Linked DNA regions of Mus musculus: all the other regions are linked to region 1. Evidence: chromatin contacts called from public Hi-C and promoter capture Hi-C data. All regions are on one chromosome and are shown on one strand. Each heading gives the region's core, a stretch centred on a gene start, on an enhancer-like site or on the middle of the called end of the contact. The rest is flanking DNA. Distances are from core to core; before and after follow the strand shown. Region 1 holds the start of Rnft2 (ring finger protein, transmembrane 2). Region 2 overlaps Rbm19 (RNA binding motif protein 19). Region 3 holds the start of Taok3 (TAO kinase 3). Region 4 has its middle 42 kb from the start of Tbx3os2.

What was found. Promoter capture Hi-C pulls out the DNA fragments that hold promoters and counts their contacts. Hi-C and Micro-C count contacts between places; a contact is called where the count stands out from the background.
Region 2: a contact with region 1 is called in a promoter capture Hi-C map of pre-B cells, with 8 times the contacts expected there. The contact joins the enhancer-like site here to the promoter of Rnft2 in region 1. A contact is called at or near these places in 7 of 39 promoter capture datasets (the 3T3-L1 cell line, frontonasal cranial neural crest, hippocampal neurons and 3 more) and 3 of 115 datasets of contacts at active chromatin or transcription factors (the 230-238 cell line, large pre-B cells and pro-B cells).
Region 3: a Hi-C map of regulatory T cells shows a contact between it and region 1, with 8 times the contacts expected there. The contact joins the promoter of Taok3 here to the promoter of Rnft2 in region 1. A contact is called at or near these places in 1 of 39 promoter capture datasets (pre-B cells), 4 of 484 Hi-C or Micro-C datasets (B cells, CD4 T cells, CD8 T cells and 1 more) and 1 of 115 datasets of contacts at active chromatin or transcription factors (regulatory T cells).
Region 4: a contact with region 1 is called in a promoter capture Hi-C map of the HPC-7 cell line, with 6 times the contacts expected there. The contact joins the enhancer-like site here to the promoter of Rnft2 in region 1. A contact is called at or near these places in 6 of 39 promoter capture datasets (the C10 cell line, the HPC-7 cell line, cranial neural crest and 3 more) and 3 of 115 datasets of contacts at active chromatin or transcription factors (embryonic stem cells, forebrain and stem cell-derived neural progenitor cells).

What each region holds. Positions count from the first base shown.
Region 1 is chr5:118,243,584-118,246,283 of GRCm38.p6, reverse strand. It overlaps Rnft2 (ring finger protein, transmembrane 2), which reads left to right and starts at 1,259. Exons shown (of 11, transcript NM_001109902.1): 1 at 1,259-1,312. It overlaps Spring1 (SREBF pathway regulator in golgi 1), which reads right to left and starts at 1,057. Exons shown (of 5, transcript NM_001081236.1): 1 at 826-1,057. The coding sequence starts at 936.
Region 2 is chr5:120,155,713-120,158,412 of GRCm38.p6, reverse strand. The region is part of intron 21 of Rbm19 (RNA binding motif protein 19); the gene reads right to left. Among named protein-coding and RNA genes, the nearest start is that of Gm10390, 18 kb to the right of the region's middle. Within about 2 kb of position 1,257, at least 33 of the 459 cell types and tissues checked have an H3K27ac peak or open chromatin away from gene starts, as enhancers often do.
Region 3 is chr5:117,118,755-117,121,454 of GRCm38.p6, reverse strand. Taok3 (TAO kinase 3) reads right to left here and starts at 1,326. Exons shown (of 21, transcript NM_001199685.1): 1 at 1,116-1,326.
Region 4 is chr5:119,731,873-119,734,572 of GRCm38.p6, reverse strand. No RefSeq gene overlaps it. Among named protein-coding and RNA genes, the nearest start is that of Tbx3os2, 42 kb to the right of the region's middle. Within about 2 kb of position 1,367, at least 6 of the 459 cell types and tissues checked have an H3K27ac peak or open chromatin away from gene starts, as enhancers often do. A contact at or near this core is called in the HPC-7 cell line, where this site is marked.

The DNA.
Region 1 (2,700 bases), core at 10-2,509:
TTAAAAATAAAAAAATAAAAAATAAAAATCTACCCAACCAAGTTGTGCCCCAAAAGGGAGCCTGTTGGGTCACCCAGGTGAACAGGCACAGAGAGCCCTTGGCCACTTCCTGGTCTAGCCATCTCTACCTCCTGCCCATCAAGAAGCCTGGGGCTGTGCGGAGCAGGGAACGCGACAGAGGAGGGTGCACAGGTCTGAGGACCCCATTCTGCCTGGCCTACCAGCCAGATCCCGCACGGAAGAGGGGCGGTACAAAGACCTGCAGTGGGACGCCTCCCTTAGCGGCCTTCGATTCACAGGAGGACAGGAGGAGGATCACACAATCGGAGGGAGGAGGACTAGAGGGTTGAGGACTAGAGAGCTGAAGGGAGGACCAATGGATGATCCAGGGACTGAAAGGAAGAGGCTCAGAGGCTCAGAGGGAGGACTGAATGGCTGCATATCAGGAGGACTACAAGGTGGAGGACAGGAGAGAGGAGCATCAGAGGACAGAGGATCAAGGGAGGGAGGAACTGTGAGGATCGAGGAGGAGGGGTTGGAAAAGAACAGAGGGTGAGAGGTAAGAAGTTGGAGGGCAGAGGAGAACAGAGGATGGGGAGGCAGAGAATTCGAGGGAGGAGGAGGAGTGGAGGACGGAGGGAGCTAGGGAGGGGAAAGGAGAAGGGCAGAGGACAACGCAACGGAGGGAGAAGGGCTGAAGGAGGATTTTAGATCAGAGGGAGGAGTGCTCAGGAGGAGGATTAGAAGAACGATGGGGAGAAGGACATAGTATTTGAGGGAGGAAGCAGGATCGGAAGGACGGAGGTCCTGAGAGAAGTCGCTTACCTGCTTGAAGGTGCTGCTGAGGAAGTAAACTAGCGAGAGGCCGAAAACCAGGGCGAGCACCCAGCGCTTGCGCAGGAGCCGGCGCCACAGCAGCGCCGCCAGGTTCAGCATCCCGGTAGGGCGCAGGCGCAGAGACGACCCCACGGCATGACCCCTGCAATCCGCTTCCAGCACTGCTTTACCTTCCCGCAGCCAACGCGCCGGCCACGTGATCCGCCGCACGCCCCGCCCCACCTAGTGACGCCAACGCCAGGCCCCTCCATGCCTCCTCGCCATTGGTTCTGCCGGAGCCTCGGCTCTCCATTGGCTGAATGTGACGGCAGGGGCGGACCTTCTCGGACTAGAGGCAGGCCTCCCTGTGCGAGGGTCCTAGCGCCGATCGCGTTCTCGGTGGCACTGCCGGCCGGAAGTCACGTGGCGCCCTGGCCACGCCAGGGATTGGCTAGGCTGGATTAGCAGAGGCCGTGATTGCTGCAGTGTCTGGCAGGTAAATGAAGGCTATGCTCGGCCGCTGCTACCCTGTGACCCCGCGAGCCTGGCGGCAAAGGCGCTTCGCCGTCCGGTCTGGGGACGCCGCTCGCGCCCAAGCGTCCTGTAGGGGACCGTGCAGCCTCCTAGGGAGGACCAGGGTGTGTGGGACGGAGATGGTCCATTCATTCATTCTGTAGCATCCTGTGGGCTCCAGGAGTCAATACGAGCCTACTTGTACCGCCCGTTTGCCACAGAATCGTGGGCATTTAATTTATGACGTTTTCTCAAAGCTTGTAGGTGGAAACTTGGGGATACCGTGTTTTAGTTTCCCCGAGGATAAGGAGTAGTGGGGCCACCCGGAGTATCAAGCCAGATTGCAAATTCTTGAGACATGTTACCTGATGGATGACAGTTTCTTTCTTTATAAAACGGCCTGGTTGAGAGTGTAGCTAGGTGATAGAGGGCTTGCCTGAATATGACGATGATACCAAGGAGTCTTTTCCTAGCTAATTTAATCTTGCAGAAAAGGCAGGCACCTTAGCCTGTGGCTTCCTAGCTAGCTGCAGCCGAGAAGGCTGTGCAGAATTAATTAATTCCGCACCCATTTGTGTTGGCCTGGGCTAAGAGATGGATCTTTCTCTGTAGGGAAAATATGCCGGGAAACTGAGCCTGTTCATGGAAGCATATTCTTTATTTCTTTAAAGATTTTATTTATGTATGTATTTATTTTTTAATTATATGTTAGAGTGGGTTTGCCCATGGGAGTGCAGGTGCCCTCCGAGGTCAGTAGAGGGAGTCAGATCACTTACAGCTGGAGGTACAGGTAGTTGTGAGCCACCCTTGTGGGTGCTGGGAACTGGACTTAGATCTTCTGCAGGAGCAGTAGCCATATGGAGTCTCTCTCCAAGCCTTGCCCTTCTTTCTTGGCTTTCTATTGGTGCGGGAGGTAGGACGAGGTGTGTGCGGATCTGTCGCTGGGGAAAATCAAGGTGATCTAATCTCTACAGAGACGTTGGCCTTCCATCTCTGCAACTCCAAGGTGGACGGGCAGCCCAGACACAGGACCTCTCAAGGGTCATAGTAAACAAACCCACATGTCAATGACTGGTAAGTGCTGTGGGGAGGTAGCCTGTAACCCTCAGCTGGAAAACCATGCCAGGGAAGGAACAGCAGGTACAAAGGCCCGGAGGCAGGAACTCTTAACTTTAAAGTGTCCAGAGGTACCTGGAGTTCTTATGGCCAGAGATAAGTCACAGAATCAAGGTTGTAAACGGGTAATGATAACGTCCAGCACAGCCTGGAGGCCTCCAACGACTCTGATTTTTATTCTGGTTTCACTTAGAAGCCAGTAGAAATTCTAAAATCATTTTTATGGCCCCCCCCCCAGTGTGTGCTTGTGCACAT
Region 2 (2,700 bases), core at 8-2,507, 1.9 Mb before region 1:
ACTCAGAGAAGGCTCTCATGTCCCCACTGTTCACCGAGATTAAGGGTGGCCAGAGACAGACATAGAAGGCCTGTTGTCTGTCTCTACACAGCCACAGGAAGAGCCGTTTTTACACTGGGGAATGGTTGGCGGGGGGTGGGGCGTGGGGTGGGGGACCTCTCACAAGAACACTGTGTGCCATAGGAAAAAGGTTCGACTTGCCCTGCCTTTACAACAGTGGAAGCTCACGGCAACAGCCGCACCCCATTCCTCCTGACCCCCAATGCTTTCGAGCTGTAACTACTGTCACCACCACCTTCACAGAAAAAGCCAGCCAGTCTCTGCTCTGGACAAACCCTGTTACCCTTGCTGTGCCTGGGAGTTACCAAGGGATTGGAAGTCAGCTCTCTGGTGCTCAAACCGTGGGACATGATATGAACGTCCACGTGGTATACAGAGGAAGGCGGGGAGCTGGGGATGGAGGAAGGATGGAAAGGAGTGGAGGGAACATGGGCAGGGAGTGACTTTACGGGAGAACTTTGTTGCTATCTGTACAAAGTCTGTAGAATTTACAGACTTTAAGATGACACTGTGTGGCCCATCTGTTTAATAACGGAACACCATCTCCAAGAAGCAACATCAAAGAGTATTTGATTCTGCTTTGCCACATTTTATAGTTTTCGGCTCAAATATAGTTTGGTTTTTCAATCCTGACTTTGTGTTTTAGGGATGCTCAGGGTGGACCTGGGGCCTCACAGGAACCACTGTGAACCACACTGCAGCTTTTTACACACTGAGACGGTGTCTCCCTAGGCTTTGCAGGCAGGTCTTGAACTTGGGATCCTTCTGCCTCAGCCTCTGAAGTAGCTGGGATAATTTCAAGTAGCTGGCCTGTGCTATTAGGACTTGTTTCTTATTTCTGCTTGAGATAAGATCTCGTGGCTGTTGCCTGGCTTTAGGTCACATCTCCACGGTTGCTGGGTCTAAGGTACAGGGCCTTAAGCAGGCTTATCCCTGTTGCCTTGGATATAGGCTCCTAGGCACAATGGTGTCCTTCCCCTTACTGTATCTTTACCAAGCTCCTTTCCATTCTCTCCTCTTCCTTCTCCTCCTCCCCCACTCCCTCCCTCCCACCCTGCCAGCTGGCTCTATTTTTTACTACAGGCTTGTGGTTTCACTTTGTGCTCTTGTCTTCTCCTCTATAAGTCAAGGCTAGCTCAGGACTAGCTATAGCTATAGAAAGTAACTGGTAACTGATAGACGGAGGTTCCAGTGGGTGGCATTGGCCCCCAGAGGGCCTGAGGGCACCTGTGGGGATGGTCTGGGCTGCCACAATGACTATCAACACTCCTGGCAAGGCTTGGGTGGCCACCCACTCATGCAGAATACACCCTGGGCACATGACAAGTCTCTCCACCCCAAGCCCACCTCTATTAATCCACTGCTGCCCCCCCCCCCCCCAAAGAACACCACCGGCCTCCGACCTCATGTGTCCCATGCTCTGGAGGATGTGCGGCACAGTGGTGTCTACACAGAGTAGGTACCTTCGGAATCATGACAACACTGGCAGTTCCGGACACTGCTAAATGTCACATCCTGAGATCATAGCTCTGAGCTCTATGGTATCCGCAGTCCAGGAAAAGCCAGCACCAGGCCTAGCTGCAGAAGGTGAAACCCGGAGGAAGTGACGCTTAGGGCCCCATGGGGGGAGTCTGAGCAGGGCTGGGATTTGGGAAGGAAGAGGACAACACATGGTCCTATCATCTGGCTCGCTGAGATTACATTCTTTTGCGGTGCTCTGCCTGGAGCACGGCCCCCACGGGTCCTCAATGCAAGGCAGAGCGCGCCTGCCTCTCCAGCACCACACATCTGCCTTCTGGTACTGCTGGCTTTTTTTCCCCCAAGCCTATAAACAAAACAAACCCAACGACCAAACAAACAGGGAATTTTCAACTGCTTGGGTAGAAGGGCAGCGAATTTGAGGCGTTATTTATCCCCTGCCTGGGTCCACGGAGCTTGGGAAGAAACATGCTCCGTGCAATTCCCTACCACGAAGGGAGAGAGAAGCCTTTGAGAGATGCCAAAGCGCACACATTCCACCGAGCTTCAATTAAGCAGCGAGGGGAGATGAGGAGGCTGTCTGGTGGACTGGCAGGCCTCCCTCTCCATGGTCACCTCCTTCCCAAGCTGTCTGGTGGACCAGTGGGGTCTCTCTCACCACAGGCACCTCCTTTCTAGGCTCCCTGACTCCCAGATGTCGGGCTTCTGGTCAGCCCCAGTTTGACCGGCTTACAGCCCTGGCAGCTGGAAGCCAGGAGTGGAAATCTCGCTAACTCAATCAATGAGCTCTGACAAGCCTAAATGGTTGTTTGGAAGGGGCCTCGCTCATCCACCTCCCTTGTTGCCCCAAACCTCAAATACAATAAATTAAATAAAACATGAGATACAATCGGGGCCTTTTTGGCCGCTGTTTCTAGTGGGAGTCAGAAACATGTTAATGAAGCCTGTGTTTTCCCTCCTCCTCTTGGATGTTTGCTCTCCCTCCTCCCCTGCCTCTCCTGGTGGGTGGGTGGAGGGGGGGGGGGGGCTGGGGTATTATTCAGCGCTCTGCCATAGGTGTCTTCAGCCAATCGCAGGCGATGGCAGCCGCTTGCACCTTGCTGACAGCTGCTGTCAAAATACTCTCTCAACCAGCAGCTCGATAATAACTCGAAAATGAGA
Region 3 (2,700 bases), core at 77-2,576, 1.1 Mb after region 1:
GGTCGAACTTTAGGGAAGAGTTGGGAAGCCAGCCTGCTGTTTAGAAGAAAGAGGTGAGACGCTGGTCTAATCTCTACAAATCGTCTAGCTAGCCCTTGGCCAGCCCTTAGGATCTATGTCTTTCACTCCCGGGCCCATCACATGATCCCCCTTCCAGCATCCCGGAACTCAACCCTCAGGGGGAGACCTCGGGTTCTTTGCAGTGGAGCAGCATCGGTGTCGTCCAGGTGTCAGCATTGCTGCTGTGCCCACTCAATGCCACCCGGGCTCAGGCTGCCGGTGTTTTTCCCTAGGTGCCTGGCTGTGAGGCCAGAAAAACCATGTTCACGCTGCGCAAGCTCTTCTCTGGTACTTCACTCACCGGCTCTCCTTGGACTCTCAGTGCTGTCTGTCCCTACTCTGGGTCCCTCAGCCCACACCCTTTTGGGGACCCCTCCCTTCACTCGGCTGCCCTAAGCCTTCCTGAGGTCCTCTTTACACTCATCGCAAGAGCATAGTTTCAGAACTACTGCCCTCGCCTCCCCAAAAGTCTCCTTTGCTTATTTTCCTGTCTCGGTCTCTCTAGGGTCCCCTTCTTTCATCCCGCTGCCTGAGTTCTCTCAAGTCAACCTGCTCAGTCTGCAGTCCCAATCCCTCTGAGTGTCCCTCCCTGGGTCCCGTCTGCTTTTCCCACCGGCCCATCAGGGGCGGATCTCCTCGCTCACTCACTCCGTCGTCGCAAGTCCCTCCGGGGTTCTTTCGCTTATCCCACGGCCAGAGTCCCTCTTCAAGTCGCCTCGTTAATCCCATTGCCCTGTCCTGTCTTGGGGTCCCCTTGCTCTCCCGCGGTATTTCTCGGTCCCCTCCTCATCCTGATGTCCCCATCTCTCTCCGGGTCCCCTCGCTCACACGCAGTCCCTCTCAGAGTTCACTCCTCACCCCTGTCCCCATCCTGGTCCTCTCACTCTTCGCGATCCCTCTCGGGGTCCGCTCCTCACTCTCCGTCCCGGTCCTTCCCAGTCCCCCCCCCCCCTCTCCCCGGCGCACTGGCAGAACCGCTAACAACTCCGCTCCCGGGATGCTCGCGGCCGCTGCGCCGAGGACTCGGGATGTCACTCGGGTGCCCGCGCTCTCACCTCAGCGCTGTCACCCGCGGCCCCGGCGCCGCCGCCTCCTCTCACTCGTGCCCAGAGTCGCTCTCGTGCTGGGTCTTCGCGTGCTGGGTCCCCACGCGCAGCCTCCGCCCGCGAGTCCCCGTCGCGCCCCACTCTCCACGCAGGACCCTAGCTGCCGCCGCTGCTGCTGTCCGAGGTGCGGCTCCGCCAGGGGTGACCAATCGCACCCGACTGCGCAGAGCGCGCCCCGCCCCCACTCGACCCCGCCCTCGACTCCGCCCACAGCCATGCTTTGATAGGTTCTCTACTGACCTTCCCTGATCGCCGCTCTCGGGGTCCAGGCCGTATATAGGCGCTCGATTGACCTTGCCTGGGAAGTCCGAGCGGTCGATGGATCCAGGGGATTGGCGGAGCTGGTGGTGGGCGGGTCCAGGTGGGCGGGGCTTTCCCAAACGCGGAAGCTCTCTTAACTTGGGTTAGCTATGGCCCCTTCGGGCGCGGTCAGCTCTGTTTGTGCTGCGCCAGGGTCAAAGTTCTTGGCTCTCTTTCCCCACGCCTTGTCTTGTCTTGTCGGACCACCGTGGATAAGATCGTGGGGCCAGTCGGATCTTTCTCTGGACCTTTCACAGCTCCTGGCCATCCTTAAGGGATGCTTTCCTCCTGGGGCTTGTAAATTATTTTCCAGCTCTCAGGAAGGGGAATGCGTTTTCTTGCTTTGCGTTCAGTGACCCTACGTTTACTGCTGGAGAGAGGGGGAAAAAATCTGTGGACCCAGCTAAATGCTTACTTACCAGGGTCTGGGCACATTTTAAAATGAGTGCGATGTGAATACCAGTACTCTGTAGGCAGAAGCTGGAAGATCGCCTCAAGTTTGAACCCAGCCTGGGGTATCTAGCTAGATCTTTTCTCAGAAGCTAAGAAAGAAAGAAAGGAAGAAAGAAGAAAGAAAGAAAGAAAGAAAGAAAGAAAGAAAGAAAGAAAGGAAGGAAAAAGAGGAAAGAAAGAAAGAAAGAAAGAAAGGAAGGACGAAAAGAAAAGAGAGGAAAGAAAGAAAGAAAAGTGAAAAAAGAAATACACATTTTGTGAGTTTTGATTACCACAGTTAATGGAGGAGTTGGGGTAGGGGGACCCCGTTGGCTTTGGCAAAATTCCAGCAAGCGTATCTAACTAAATCTTTCAGGGCCACGGGCTTTAATGAACCAAAGGCGGAAGGTTGATTGAGCTTTGACCCCCCAAGTGCAACCTGCAATAACCTGCCTGGCTCCATCCTAAGCCACGCGGAAACATAGTGCCTGCCAGAGGTTAAAGTGCACCAGGACCTGTCTCATGTTTTTTGTGTGGAAATAGCTGTGTTGTTTTCAGTTGATGGTGGAAGCTCAAAGCAGTTTTTCTGCAGGGACACATTTTCACCCTAAGCCTTATCAGACGTGGACACTCAACTCCTGGTCAACGCTCTACTACAAAAAAATATTTAGTTTCTATTTATCTGAGATTGGGTCTCACCTAGGATGGCTTACTGGCCTAGAACTCTCAGTGTGGACAGGTTGGCCTTGGGCTCATAGGGATCTGCCTTCCCCTGCCTCTGGCTGCAATGAAAGGTGGGTCC
Region 4 (2,700 bases), core at 118-2,617, 1.5 Mb before region 1:
TGCAAACATCCTGTGTCCTCCCAAAGGTCTTGCCTCAGCAAAACATCACACGAATCTGTATCCCATGACACAACCAGAAACTTCCACTTCACAGAGGAGCACTGTTTACTGGCTTGCTCTCTGGTCCACACTCAGCCTGCTTTCTTATATCCACTCAGGCTTGGTCCCACCCACAGTGGGCTGGGCTCCGACATCAGTCATCAATTAAGGCAGTTCCTAACAGATAGACCCACAGGCTAGTCTGATGGAGGCAATTCCTCAGCTGAGGTTCCCTTTGTTGTATCAAGTTGATGATAAAAATTAGCACAGCACGAGTTGGTATCACCAGACTGGGCAGTGGTGGTGCACACTATAACCCCAGCACTTGGGAGGCAGAGGCAGGCCCGTCTCTATGAGTTTGAGGCCAGCCTGGTCTACAGAGCTAGTCAGCCGCAGGATAATTGGGGCTACACAGAGAAGCCCAGTCTCAAAACACAAAACACAACAAAGCAAGTTGGTTTCGCCTTTTGGCTGGGGAGGATGGATCGAATTGAGAAGAAAATGAGAAGCTGTTGAGTTCTGGCTGGCCCCACTCTCCGGCTCTCCAGCCAGCGGTACTTGATCCAAGTCCCCCACATACTCCAGCTGTCTTAGGATGTGATCCTGCCTGCCACTTTCTGTGCTGTTACAGACTGAGATCTCCAGAAACTGTAAGCCAAAACAACCCTCTACCCCTGGTTATCTTGTAAGATATTTGACTCCACCATAATTTCATGGCTATATTGACCCTACCTGTCTCTAACCAGAGTGTTATTAGGTGGCTTGGGGCTACCTCATTATCCCACGCCCATGTAAAGATGTTATAACAGAGAGGTGATGTCACTCTGCAGTGGTGAACGTCAGGGTGTGTTTCTGCAATTGAATACCACACAGTCGGGGTCAGCTGAGTGGACACCCCTCCCCTGTGCACAAGAGCATAACATGAATGTGCATGTGTGTGTTATATTTATTTATTATTGTGTGAGTGTGTGTCCCTGCATCCCCACCCCCACATAGAGGTCAAAGGACAATTTTCAAGAATTTGTTCTCTCTACCTACTGAGCCGCTCACTGGCTCCACGTGTGTGTAATTCCAGGGGAGGGTGGGTAAGACAGGATTTCTCTGTGTAGCCCTGACTGTCTGGAACTCCAGGCTAGCCTTGAACCCAGAGATCTTCCTACGATTGAAAGCAAGTGCCACCACTGCCCAGCTCACGTGTGTATCTTTTAAAAGTCAGCTCTCATGCTAGCTGAGGCCTCGGTAAAATGACGTATGGATTTGACACTCAGCAACTCCGCTAACACCCTGTGTTCCTCTTTTTCATCCCTGTAGAAGGAATTTAATTTTCTCAAGCATGTCCCTTTTTGCCACCAGGAAACCACAAGGTGACAGAACCTTGGCAGATCAGCAGGAAGTCTCCCATAGCTGTGACTGGGTTCAGCCTGATACCACAAAGGGCAGGGAAGTTCTGAAAGCCAGGTACAGCAGGCATCTAATGCTGGCCCCGTGCCAGAGCTCCTTGTCAGGGCTCAGGGCCCTGTGGCTGACTCCCGTCTGCTCCTGTCCTCCTTCCAGCTTTACAGAGCTATTTATCATCACCCCTGTCACTAACAGCCTCTCCCTGTTCCCAGCATTTTTTACCTAGTTGTCTATTCTAAATACACCCACTTTGCCCCCACCTGAATCAATGATTCCGTAATTACATAATCCATGGCTGCCGGAGGAATTCTGGGTTCTCTGTCACTGTTATCTGAAAACCTCAGAAACGCTGCTGTTCCGTGATGGCTTTCTTGGGTTAGGAGGTAGCAGTCCCAGCCTGTAAGCCCCTAAGTTCCTGCTGGGATATGGGAAGCAGAGACAGGAGAGACCCTAGAAGATTCTGGGCTAGCTAGTGTGGCATTCACAGAAGGCAAGAGCAAATGGTTCTGTTCCAGACAAGGTGGAAGCTGAGGGCAGACAGTTGTCCTCTGATCTCCACATGGTCACCATGGCAGAAATGCATCCTTCCTCTCTCCCTCTCCCTCTCCTCCTCCCCCTCCCCCCCTCTCCCTCTCTGTCCCTTTCCATCTCTCTGCCTTTGTGTCTGTCTCTCTCTTTCTCGAATGCATGCACACACACATAGTGGGTGTGGCTCATTGAGTAGGGCATTTGCCTAGCACACAGAGCATAGAGACAAAGCATCCTATTTGGACATGAAGGAACCTGTGATCCCAGCACTCAGGAGGTGGAAGAGGCTCGGAGTTTAAGGTCACCTTTGACTACATAAATTCAAGGCTAGCCTGGGCTACTTGAGACCCTGTATGATGCAGGGGACATCTTGGCTCCCAGCAACTGGAACTAGAAGTAATTTTAAAGGGAAGCCCTCCCTCTTTAAAAAAAAAAGGGTTCCTCTAGAAAGGCAGGTATCTACACACTAACAAATGCTGTATGCAAATTGCTACCTCTGTAGGTTAAAAAATATCTAAACACCAACAATCTCAAATGGCTCGTCCTAAATGAATTTTTTTTACAAGTTTGGAAAAACAGAAGAGTTGAGAAATGAGATGCTGTGTCTCTTGATAGCTGGGGGAAGACATTTTGCTGTGAGTATTCTGCTCAGTGTCTGCAGTCTAGCTACTCCCCTGCTACCTACCTCTCCCCAAAGTTACTCCACAACTGCACTGGGAAGCTACAGAAAATCCA